Regions from separate parts of the Mus musculus genome. Here all the other regions are linked to region 1. A link is a contact called in public Hi-C data. All regions are on one chromosome and are shown on one strand. Each heading gives the region's core, a stretch centred on a gene start, on an enhancer-like site or on the middle of the called end of the contact. The rest is flanking DNA. Distances are from core to core; before and after follow the strand shown.

Region 1 (3,114 bases), core at 342-2,841:
AAGCAAAAGGTCCTGTGAACAACCTGTGCCCCAAATGTCTCAGAGCCAGCAGGAAAACGGTCATTGGGATTCTTCCTCTTGTCTACATGGGCTCTGGGTCTGCTCCTTGTTAAGCTGTCTAAGAGCTGTGGCTTTGAACACGTTAGCTTCTCTTACACCCAGCTTTCAGATAGATCAACTTGGTCAGTGATGTTTTATAAAGTGCCATGAGGATTAAATAAAATAATACCTTTTAGGTACTTCAATAATATTATTGATATTTTTTCATTGTCATATGTCTTGTACATATGAGATGCCGAATAAATATTTGCTAAATGAATACATGGCTTCTGTAAGCCAGTGATGAAATGGAAAGTTTCACAGAGGTTTCTAAGATGGTAATTGAAGGCTAATAAATAAATGGGAAATGGCAGTTTTTTATTTTATCCTGTGACAGCCTAATAATAGTGCCTTTGTTGATCCATTAACAAATATTTTTGCATGACTAGACCTCAGAAGACCTCAGACTGATCCCTGGGCACAGGCACAGAACAGTTCCTGGCCCTATGTCATTGGATGCAAATAAGAAACTTAGTCTAAGCTCAAAAGAGTAACTGTAAAAATCTAGGAACTGTGTGTCAAAGGACTCTTGAGGAGAAACGTGGGGAGCTTTCAGAAATCAAGGGGAACTCCCCTATCCTTCCTCTCCCTTCCCTCCCTCTCTTCCCTCCCCCTCCCTCCTCCTCCCCTATCCTCCCTCTCCCCCATCTCTCCTCCCCTCATTTATTTCTCTGTAGCTAAGCTTCTTTTTCCTATACTGCATAGTAGAAGATGGCCACCTATGAGCTTTAAGTCTGCATAGTGTGTTCTGATCCACACTCATGGAAGAATCTGGCTGACCCAGTCTGTCTGGAGAGGCTATAGCAGAATTCTACCCTGGGTAATTTAAAAGGCATAGAAAATCGTAATTCATAATGGCACACAACTGTAACTCCCATTCTTGGGAGACTTAGGAGACCTCCAGGTGGAGGCCAATGTAGGTTCTCGAGCAAACTGCTTCAAAACATTTTTTATTAGCTCAAATTTCTGGAGAGTGGGGAAATCTAAGATTAAGACAACAGAGCTGGAGAGATGGCTCAGCAGTTAAGAGCACTGGCTGCTCTTCCAGAGGTCATGAGTTCAATTCCCAGCAACCACATGGTGGCTCACAACCATCTATAGGGGAATATGATGCCCTCTTCAGGCAGGCGGATGTATATGCAACAGAGCACTCATACATTAAATAAATAAAGTTAAAAAAAAAAAAAATGACAGCAGTGTGTGGCCAAGCCCTCCTTGCTGAAGCGATCACATGGCAGCGAGGCAAAAGAGAAAAAGGCAGACTGGCCTCCCAGGGTGGACGTGTTAATCCTTTCATTAGAACAGGCACCAGTTAATGGCTTTGCCTCTTAACTACTTTTCACAATGGCAACTAAATCTCAACAGGAGCTGGAAGTGCACGTTGAAACCAGCGCGGGGCGTACTTCAAGTCCCCACTTGAGGCCGTTCAAAGGCTTTTAGGAGAAGGAAATCATGGGGCATCTTAAGGGTACCGGAAAAGCAGTTCTAGGAGGCTGCCCCCAGGAGGTTGAAGGAAATATGACAGCATCTAGCAGTTCCTGCAGGTGCTCACACATCACAGCCATGACCCTGACCACGAACTGAACCACAGTCATCTGTTTTCCTTTAAGGATTTCATAAGTGCATATACTTTGTTTCAATCAAATCAACCCCCTAGTCCATTCCGTCTAACTCCTCCCCTATACCCGCCATCATTTTTGTCTCCCAACTTCCTATGCTGTACTAAATAAAACCCATTGCGACCTCTTAGTGCGTCCTTAGTGCGTCACGCAACATGTGCTTGCGTGTTGGATCGTCTGCTGAAGCATGGTTAGTCTCTCAGGGGCAACGCCTTCGAAGAAAACGGATCCCAATGGCCCATCAGCTATCCGATGCCAGCAATGTCTCAGCTACCGGTAGAGCTTCATGCGTGTCTGCCCAACCATTGTAGAGAAATAAACCTTTCACAGCAAACACCGAAAGCGCCTGAAAAGTGAACAGGTAGGCAGCCAGGACTGAAGCCGGAAGCTGAAGAAATAGCCCAGCTGAGCGTTCTGGGTGTGTTTGTCTTTTCCAGCTTCTCGACTTAGGCCAAAGGCAGATCAGACTCGGAAGCAGCGTATTCCAGACCATCAAGCAAGCTCCAGAAATCACCTTTGCGAACCAACAGGCCCGGAAAAGTAGCCTCTGCACCAGGAATGCCAATAGAAACGGCTGCCTTTCTTGCCACTCTTTCCTGCCTGCAAGCTCCTGATGCTGCAGGCACTCTTCCACCGCTCCCAAAGAAAGCTTGCCCTGGGACCAGAGAGAGTCAGAGGGAGGGTGATGGCTTTCAAACCGTTCAAGACAACCTAAGGCTTCTTTGTCGTCTCTCTAAGAACTTTACTCCAAACCAACCATAGTTACACAAAACAGCACCAGACCTCAGAAGAATCAGGAAAGGGAGGGTCCTGGGAGCTGAAGAATGCCAGGAAGTGACCAGGAAGCTTGCTGGAAACGGGTTCTTTTCACTCTGTAGAGGTCCCTACATAATTCCTAGACTTAGTTCCAGGCTGCACAAATGCAGAATAGATCCAAGGTCGCAGACTCAGCTACCAAGTCCCAGAGTAAATGCCACGCAGGAAACACAGAACACAGAAGGTAGTAACTACCCGGTCTCAAAGCAGGAATTCACAAAGGATCCACACCCATGGAGGATGAGACACTGTGTGTAATCTGAGCCTAAGCCAGTTAACTCTGCTCACACAAATATGCACATTTACTTGAGGATTTTAAGAGAAGCCAGGGTCTTGCTTCACAATACCCAAATGTGCTAGTTCCAACACAAAATCCCAAGCCACCATGGCAGATGAAGGCCAACCTGGGAGACACAAGGAGACCTCCCTGTAAAGAAACAAAACATCATCTAATCCACTAAGAACCTGAGAAATCGTCCCAATATTCAGGAGAGAGAGGGGGGATGGGGGGTGGGGGGGGTAGGACGAAGGGATGGAGGGACAGAGTTTGGTTTCTTGTTGCTGTGATAAAGACCATGAT
Region 2 (3,215 bases), core at 643-3,142, 190 kb before region 1:
GTCTCATCAACATGACTGCCCAAACCTGAGCTGAACACAGACATAGCAAACATGCCAGCCTGGGCAGGAAAGGCCCAGGGGCTTCGACCCTACAGAAAGAACTCCAGGCAGCCCAGAGAAGCTGGAGCAGGAGGGGTGTTCCTCCCCAGGAGAGAGCACACCGATTGGTTGTCCAGTGCTGAACGGTCAGCCCAGAAAACATACACACAAGTAGCAGCATATACACTCAACAGTGCACTGAGGAATAAGTGTGTGTGTGTGTGTGTGTGTGTGTGTGTGTGTGTGTGTGTGTGTGTGTGTGTGTGAGAGAGACTGCAATAACCATTAGAGAAAAAAGGTCATGGATTTAATGGAGTACATGGGGAGGTTTAGAGGGAGGGAAGGGAAAATGTTGTAATTAGATTGTAATCTCAAAAATAGCAAACAAAAAATAGGAGCTGTTTTAAGAATCAAATCTGAGACATGAGTGAACAGGAAAGAAAAGCAGCCCCAAAGGTTTAAGAGTGAGGACAGCTATGTCCCTTTAACACACACACAGACATATGTATACACACACACACATATACACATACATACACACAATGAGATCAATCATCAAAACACTCATCTCAAAGAATAGCCGAGACATGATGTTGCCCTTGTCAAAAGTGCATGGTGTATATGGCAAAAACAAACTTGAAAAGTGACTGAGAGGACCAGTTTAAGATATCAAACACACACCCCTTAACACTGCCCCCCCCCTCAGGCTAGTAGCAGCCTCCTTTGGCTTCTGCAGACTTTTTCAGCCATCTGTGCCTTGACTGTTCTCAGAAACCCCTCGAGAGAAACAAAGGTTGCCCTTTATAATAAACAACAACAATGTGCCATTGAATGATGCTTACTATAACCTGAGTGTTTTAAACATTATCTCAAAAAAATATTCACAATGTTCCTAGGAGGCATTACTATGCCCATTTCTGAAAAGTTGTAATAAGCTCAGAGATGCCAAGGAACTTCCTTCCCCAAGTCACACAGCTTACTAGCCTGTGAGTCAGACCATGAGTCTTCCATCTAGCTCGAGAGGCTAGATGGCTAGTCAAAACACTACTGTCACTGGCACCAGCAAGGTCCAGTGCCATGAGAACACAGACTGTTGCCTGAGGTTAAGGTGTCACATCAGGTAATTCCAGGAAGGATGGGAGCATCATTTTGTCAGTGAATAGAGAGAAGTCCAGAGAGAAGGCAGAGTGCAGAGAGACTGAGTCTGAGGCAGAGACAGATGTAAGCTGAAGGGCAGCCTCCCACCAGACGACCATCCTGCTCCAGCAGGAACACATGACAGTCTTACAACAGCCAGGAATTTATAGAAAGCGCATCCTCTGACCCACACGGCAACCACTCGTTCACCTGAGCTGCAGGAAATGCATGAGAAAGCATTCCAAGAGACAGGAGAGATGAGAGAAACGGTAGATTTGGGTAGGAGAGCAGAAAGTAGCCAGGGCTGGAATCTCCCAGAAAGAAACGGGACAAGCTACCAATCAGCACTGTGCCCCCTCCCACATCCCTCAAATGGCACAGTTCTGAACCTTTCCACATCCATTCCCATCAGGTGACGTTCAAAGAAAGAATCTCTGAGACCCATGAGGATATGTGTGAAGGGGGGAGGGCCAGGCTGAGTTCCTGCCTGCCCCTTCCATAGCTACCCCTCTGTGGTCTTGATAGACTTGATTCCCCATCTCTAGGTCTAAATGTCTAGTATACACACACACACACACCACATGCTATCAGGCTTTGCCTAAGGTGCCAACCAATGAATGGAAGTGCAAATGCTTTTCACCAGGCTCCTGTACATATTTGACAAGGCAGCATGACCTAGTTCAAAGGATTGTGGTGGGGGAGGGGTGAGACCATGATGAGGAGACTCAGCCATCCCCACAGCAACGGAGCTTTGATGAACATCTGCCACAAAAAGGCTATTCCAGGCAGAAACGTGTTGCTGCTCAAAGCAGCCCTCCCAACTGTTAAGTGGCAAATACTAATACACAGAAAACACACACACACACACACACACACAGAGTTACTACTCATCTGTGATTGCACACAACTCCACCATCCAGACTTTTAACACTGACTAGTTGGGACACTTTCTTCCTAGAACACTTTGAATACTTTCCCTTGTGTAGGGCCATGCCCTGTCATATTGAAATGATGCAAACCTGATTCACAGTGAGTCTGTATTTAGAGCCAGGGCCTTTACAGAAGCACTGAGGGTTAAATGAGGCCATAGGGTGGAACCCTGATTCACTAAGTGTGATGTTCTCACCAGAGAAAGAGACACTGGAGTGTTCTTCTGTGTACCAGAAGAAAGGCCAAATGAGATCATAGTGAGAAGCTGGCTGTCACCAGAAACCAACTGCAATGCCACCATCACCTGGGCTGGTCTCCATGATTTTGAGAAAATAAACTTCCGTGGATTTTATTATGTGGTATTCTACTATTGCAGTTTGAACCGAATAAAGTATCCTATGTGAGCATATGTGTACACGCATGAGTATGCTTTGTGAGATATAGTAATAGACGTGAAGATACATCTGAACATCAAAGAAGAGATCTAAGTGCTTGAAGCTGTGAGATAGAGGCATGCATGTGTATGCATACGTATATCCATACCTCTGTGTATGTATATAAACATGTATAAATATATGTATACTATATATACATATAAACATATACATATAAATATTTAGTACATGTAAACATATACATACAAATACCTATAAATATGTTTATAAATAAGTCTATATATATATTGTCACATGTATATATGTGTATGAACATGTATATATGTGTATATACTGTTTGAGGTGAATGTAAGTATGTATATATTCCTTAGCTCTACCTGCTCAAAAGATGGAGAATCAATGCTTCTCTGTCAGGAGTGAGCACAGCAGTGTCAGACAATGGTTTCTGGGACCACTTTTCACTAAAAAAGAGCCTATGAGTTTAAAGGGAACAGAAGAAAACCACTAGTCAGTCCCTGTGCAAACAAGACAACACGAGGAAAGTCCGTTTTCTCAACGTTTGGTGCCCCTGAACAACGCCTTCAATTCTTCATATGGGAATCAAACCATTAGCTGTTTCCTGCATTCAGGACTCGGCTCTGCTCTAGACAACACGTTTTCTCATAGGTTCTGGTCAGGCAAACAGTCACAGCCCAGTGTGTCCAGAGTGAGACC
Region 3 (3,305 bases), core at 587-3,086, 210 kb before region 1:
GCTCCATTAGAGCAAAAGGACATTTCCTAACTCTCTGTGCACCCAGTAGCTCCTGGTTTACCCTTTTTGATCACAACTTTGTCAAAAATACCTCTGTTGCCACCCTGATCTCAATTACGGAAAAGAGACTTAACAGCCAAAGAGAGCGTTCCTTTGGTCTATTCTTTTGGTTTAGTTTTTAATTTTAGGAGATTTTTTTCTTTTCATTTTCATCCTGACTTCAAGCAGCATTCTTAATTTCATCTTATTCTCCCCAGATCATTTATCATTTAATTTCTAATTAAAAATAGTTTCCCACATTTCCAAATATTTGTTTGAAGTTACTGGATGCAAGCCTTGCTTCCTTTGCTGGCTTTATTTATTTCTGTTGTTTCCTTTCAGCGGTTGAGGATTTTCTCCGCTTAGAATGCACTGAGTCGTCGGCTTCTCTTCCTGAAAGTGTCTTGCAGACCTCCTATGCTAACCAGTTCTTGGCGGAGTTAGGATGAGTGACTATTCTTGGATTACTGGTGCCCTCTTCTGTCAACATGACGAAGAACTGTGATTCTAATGAGGTTCTGGATGCTGTCCTCTGCGTGAATTGAAACCAAGGAGGCACCGAATCATGCACAGCTCCATCTAATCCACCTGGGTCAAAATCAGTCTGCTCAACTTAACGTGTTTCTTACTTTTTATTAATTTCATCTATCTCCCCCTCCCCCGAACTATTTAAGGAAACTTGCTACTTCCTAGTTTGTAAGAAGGGAGGCTGTCCATAGGGAAGATAAGAAACCAGGAGAAGAATAGTCAGAAAATGTTGTAGACAAGTGTCAAATGGTCAAAGAACAAGATTTTTCAGAAAAAAAAAAAAAAGTGAGTGATAAGACCAATTAGTGTCATTTCACACTGGTGGAATGTATACTTTACAAACTCACAAACTCAAAAACTCAAACCTTCAAACTCTTGCCTTGTGGGTCTAAAACCTTTATTTCCTAAGACGTATAACCCCATCAGAAGATGCATTAAGAACCCCATTAAACTTCACGCTCTGGCTGCTCATTGGTTACTACCTGTACACTAAAAGATACTGTCCTTCTCTACTAAGAGGGCAGTTGGCTCTCAGCATCATTGTGAGCACTGGCTCACCGTTAGAGCTGTGCTACATAACGGAAATGGGGAGAGAGAGAGATGTGCTTAGTGCTAGGCAGCTCTTTTCATGAAACTTCTTTCCACTGCTAGCATCAAGCTTGAATGGGTCACTACAGCAGCTATGGTTTGGATAAATATGGCAAGCATAGGCTCAGACCTTCCAGCTCTAAGGTCCAAGTCCCAGGACCCAGAAACCATCTGAACCATTAGGAGTAGTGGCTAAAGGCAAGAAGGAATCAAAGGAAAATAACAGAGGAGAAAAGAATGATTACTGAGATCAACTGTAATGGTGGAGGCTATGGCTTACACCATTAATACAATTCTTGTAAGTGCCTGAATCTTCCAACCAGAGTTTTAGGATGATCTGAAAAGACAGAATGATTTTGAGGATGGAGAGAAGCCAGCCTGTGTGCGCAATATAAGATAACCATGTGAACTCTAGTGGAAAACTGTTGGTATGTCTCCAGACCCTCTCAGTGTTCTTTCTCGGTTCTGTGCACGCACAGCACAGCTCTGCATGCTCTGACTTGAGGTTGAAGTGGAAATTCGTGGTTTCTTTAACAACTCAGTTGTGCCACGTGATGTTTTTTTCTGGAAGCAGTCTTGTGAGAGGGCATGTGATATTTTACTGAAAACAGACACTTTGAGAGGGTGTGTGGTGTTTAGAAAGAATATAAATAGAACCCCACAGTCAGTGAGAAGAGGTCCTTGCTCTGCTCTTGTGCAATGTTTTACTTCTGCACTGGTCGTCACTTCATGGAGAGAAATGCACCAAAGAGCTTCTTGTGCTGTTTTCTCTGATCCTGGCCTCTTAGGCTGACTCCTGCTGATTCAGCTGAGCCTTGCTGTTTCTGTTGGGTCGAGCTGCTGCCACTACTGTTTCATGTTTGGTGTTTGCTATTGAGCTGGACTGCTGACATGCCGACAATGAAGAGTGGAATCACCCCCCTCAGAACTACTTTTAAACCGGTCTACAACACCCTTTTCCTGTTAACTTTCTTTCTCCCCTTCATCTGGTTGGTGGGCTAGAAGGAAGGTTGAAGCGTTTAAGAACCCTAAATAAAGTAGGTTTTGAAAAAAACATCTAAGCCTATATAAGATATTAACAGGATCGATCTTGGGTATAGGAAATTGTGATCTTGGTTGTCAGTTTGATTGGACCTGAAGTCAACTAGAAGACTTCTGGGTGGATCTGTGAAGGTTACTCCAGGATCAACTGAAGGATAAGCCCCTCACCCAGAGTGGGCAATAGTGTCCAGTGGTTGTCCAGGTATAAGGAGATCAGAAAGAAAAGCAGCACTGCCCACTGATCTACCTTCACTTTCTGGTTGTCATTGGCAGCTCGGGAGTGAGTCCATCCTACTACTCTTAGTTACCACCATTCTCCTCTGCCTGCCATTCACAGCTAGCATCTTTGGCTTTCCTATTGACCGAAGAGCAGCATCTCCCCAAGGATCCTCCAGGCCTTCAGTGCCAGTCTGGTACTGCTGAGTCATCGGAATTGTGGACTGAGCCTCTATCTAGTGCATACTGTGTAATCCAGCCTAATGAGATGCATTGGTGCTGTTCCTCTAGACAGCCCTGACAAACACAGAACATTGTAGGCTTGTTCTACTACGTGGATGCCCTACCCAAAGCAGCTAGGGATTTTTCATCTCCACAAATCCAAGGGTTCTTATTGCCAATTACTAGTTGGTGGACTCCATAAGCTTGTTTTCCTTGTTTCTAGACAAGTTAAGGTTCAATTTACACTCCTGTGTTTTCCTTAGGATCAGATGAAGGCTGGAATTTCATCTGAAAGCGTTTCTTTGATGGCACTTTATGTCTTTATCATGCATCCAATTCTTATTTGCATAGGTGTCCAACCTTTCCACATGAACCTGTCCAATGAAAAGAGGTAGTCCATGGTTTTAAGACATTTATTGTCATAGCGGAAAATGGATGAGAAAACCATACCCCACGTCTTGAGTGGGCCTGAGGTTAAACACCTTTTGCAGGGAGGAGTGTCTGGGAAGGGGAGTTTATTGGCTAAGCCTCCAGGCCTTTAGGTACCTCGTTAAAATGGAGATCTGTCTTGAGCCTACGTTGCCACAGGTCATGTCCTCTACCTGTGGAAGGGCTTGGGGCATTGCCTGTACATGACTGATGGCCACAAATCTATGGGGGGCTGCGGCAAG

Evidence for each region. A called contact is a pair of places that touch in the nucleus more often than the background predicts.
Region 2: a Hi-C map of CD8 T cells shows a contact between it and region 1, with 2.8 times the contacts expected there. The contact joins two enhancer-like sites. A contact is called at or near these places in 3 of 484 Hi-C or Micro-C datasets (CD8 T cells, bone marrow-derived macrophages and trophoblast stem cells), 5 of 115 datasets of contacts at active chromatin or transcription factors (astrocytes, cardiomyocytes and embryonic stem cells) and 1 of 9 other capture datasets (embryonic stem cells).
Region 3: a contact with region 1 is called in a Hi-C map of bone marrow-derived macrophages, with 41 read pairs. The contact joins two enhancer-like sites. A contact is called at or near these places in 1 of 15 datasets of contacts at CTCF or cohesin (large pre-B cells), 7 of 484 Hi-C or Micro-C datasets (the 3T3-L1 cell line, 3T3-L1-derived adipocytes, CD4 T cells and 3 more) and 8 of 115 datasets of contacts at active chromatin or transcription factors (cardiomyocytes, embryonic fibroblasts, embryonic stem cells and 3 more).

Annotation. Positions count from the first base shown.
Region 1 is chr16:23,164,143-23,167,256 of GRCm38.p6, reverse strand. No RefSeq gene overlaps it. Among named protein-coding and RNA genes, the nearest start is that of C730014E05Rik, 9.6 kb to the left of the region's middle. Within about 2 kb of position 1,591, at least 33 of the 459 cell types and tissues checked have an H3K27ac peak or open chromatin away from gene starts, as enhancers often do. A contact at or near this core is called in CD8 T cells, bone marrow-derived macrophages and regulatory T cells, where this site is marked.
Region 2 is chr16:23,349,653-23,352,867 of GRCm38.p6, reverse strand. The region is part of intron 5 of St6gal1 (beta galactoside alpha 2,6 sialyltransferase 1); the gene reads right to left. Among named protein-coding and RNA genes, the nearest start is that of Gm30814, 25 kb to the right of the region's middle. Within about 2 kb of position 1,892, at least 36 of the 459 cell types and tissues checked have an H3K27ac peak or open chromatin away from gene starts, as enhancers often do. A contact at or near this core is called in CD8 T cells and bone marrow-derived macrophages, where this site is marked.
Region 3 is chr16:23,373,587-23,376,891 of GRCm38.p6, reverse strand. No RefSeq gene overlaps it. Among named protein-coding and RNA genes, the nearest start is that of Gm30814, 49 kb to the right of the region's middle. Within about 2 kb of position 1,836, at least 54 of the 459 cell types and tissues checked have an H3K27ac peak or open chromatin away from gene starts, as enhancers often do. A contact at or near this core is called in bone marrow-derived macrophages and regulatory T cells, where this site is marked.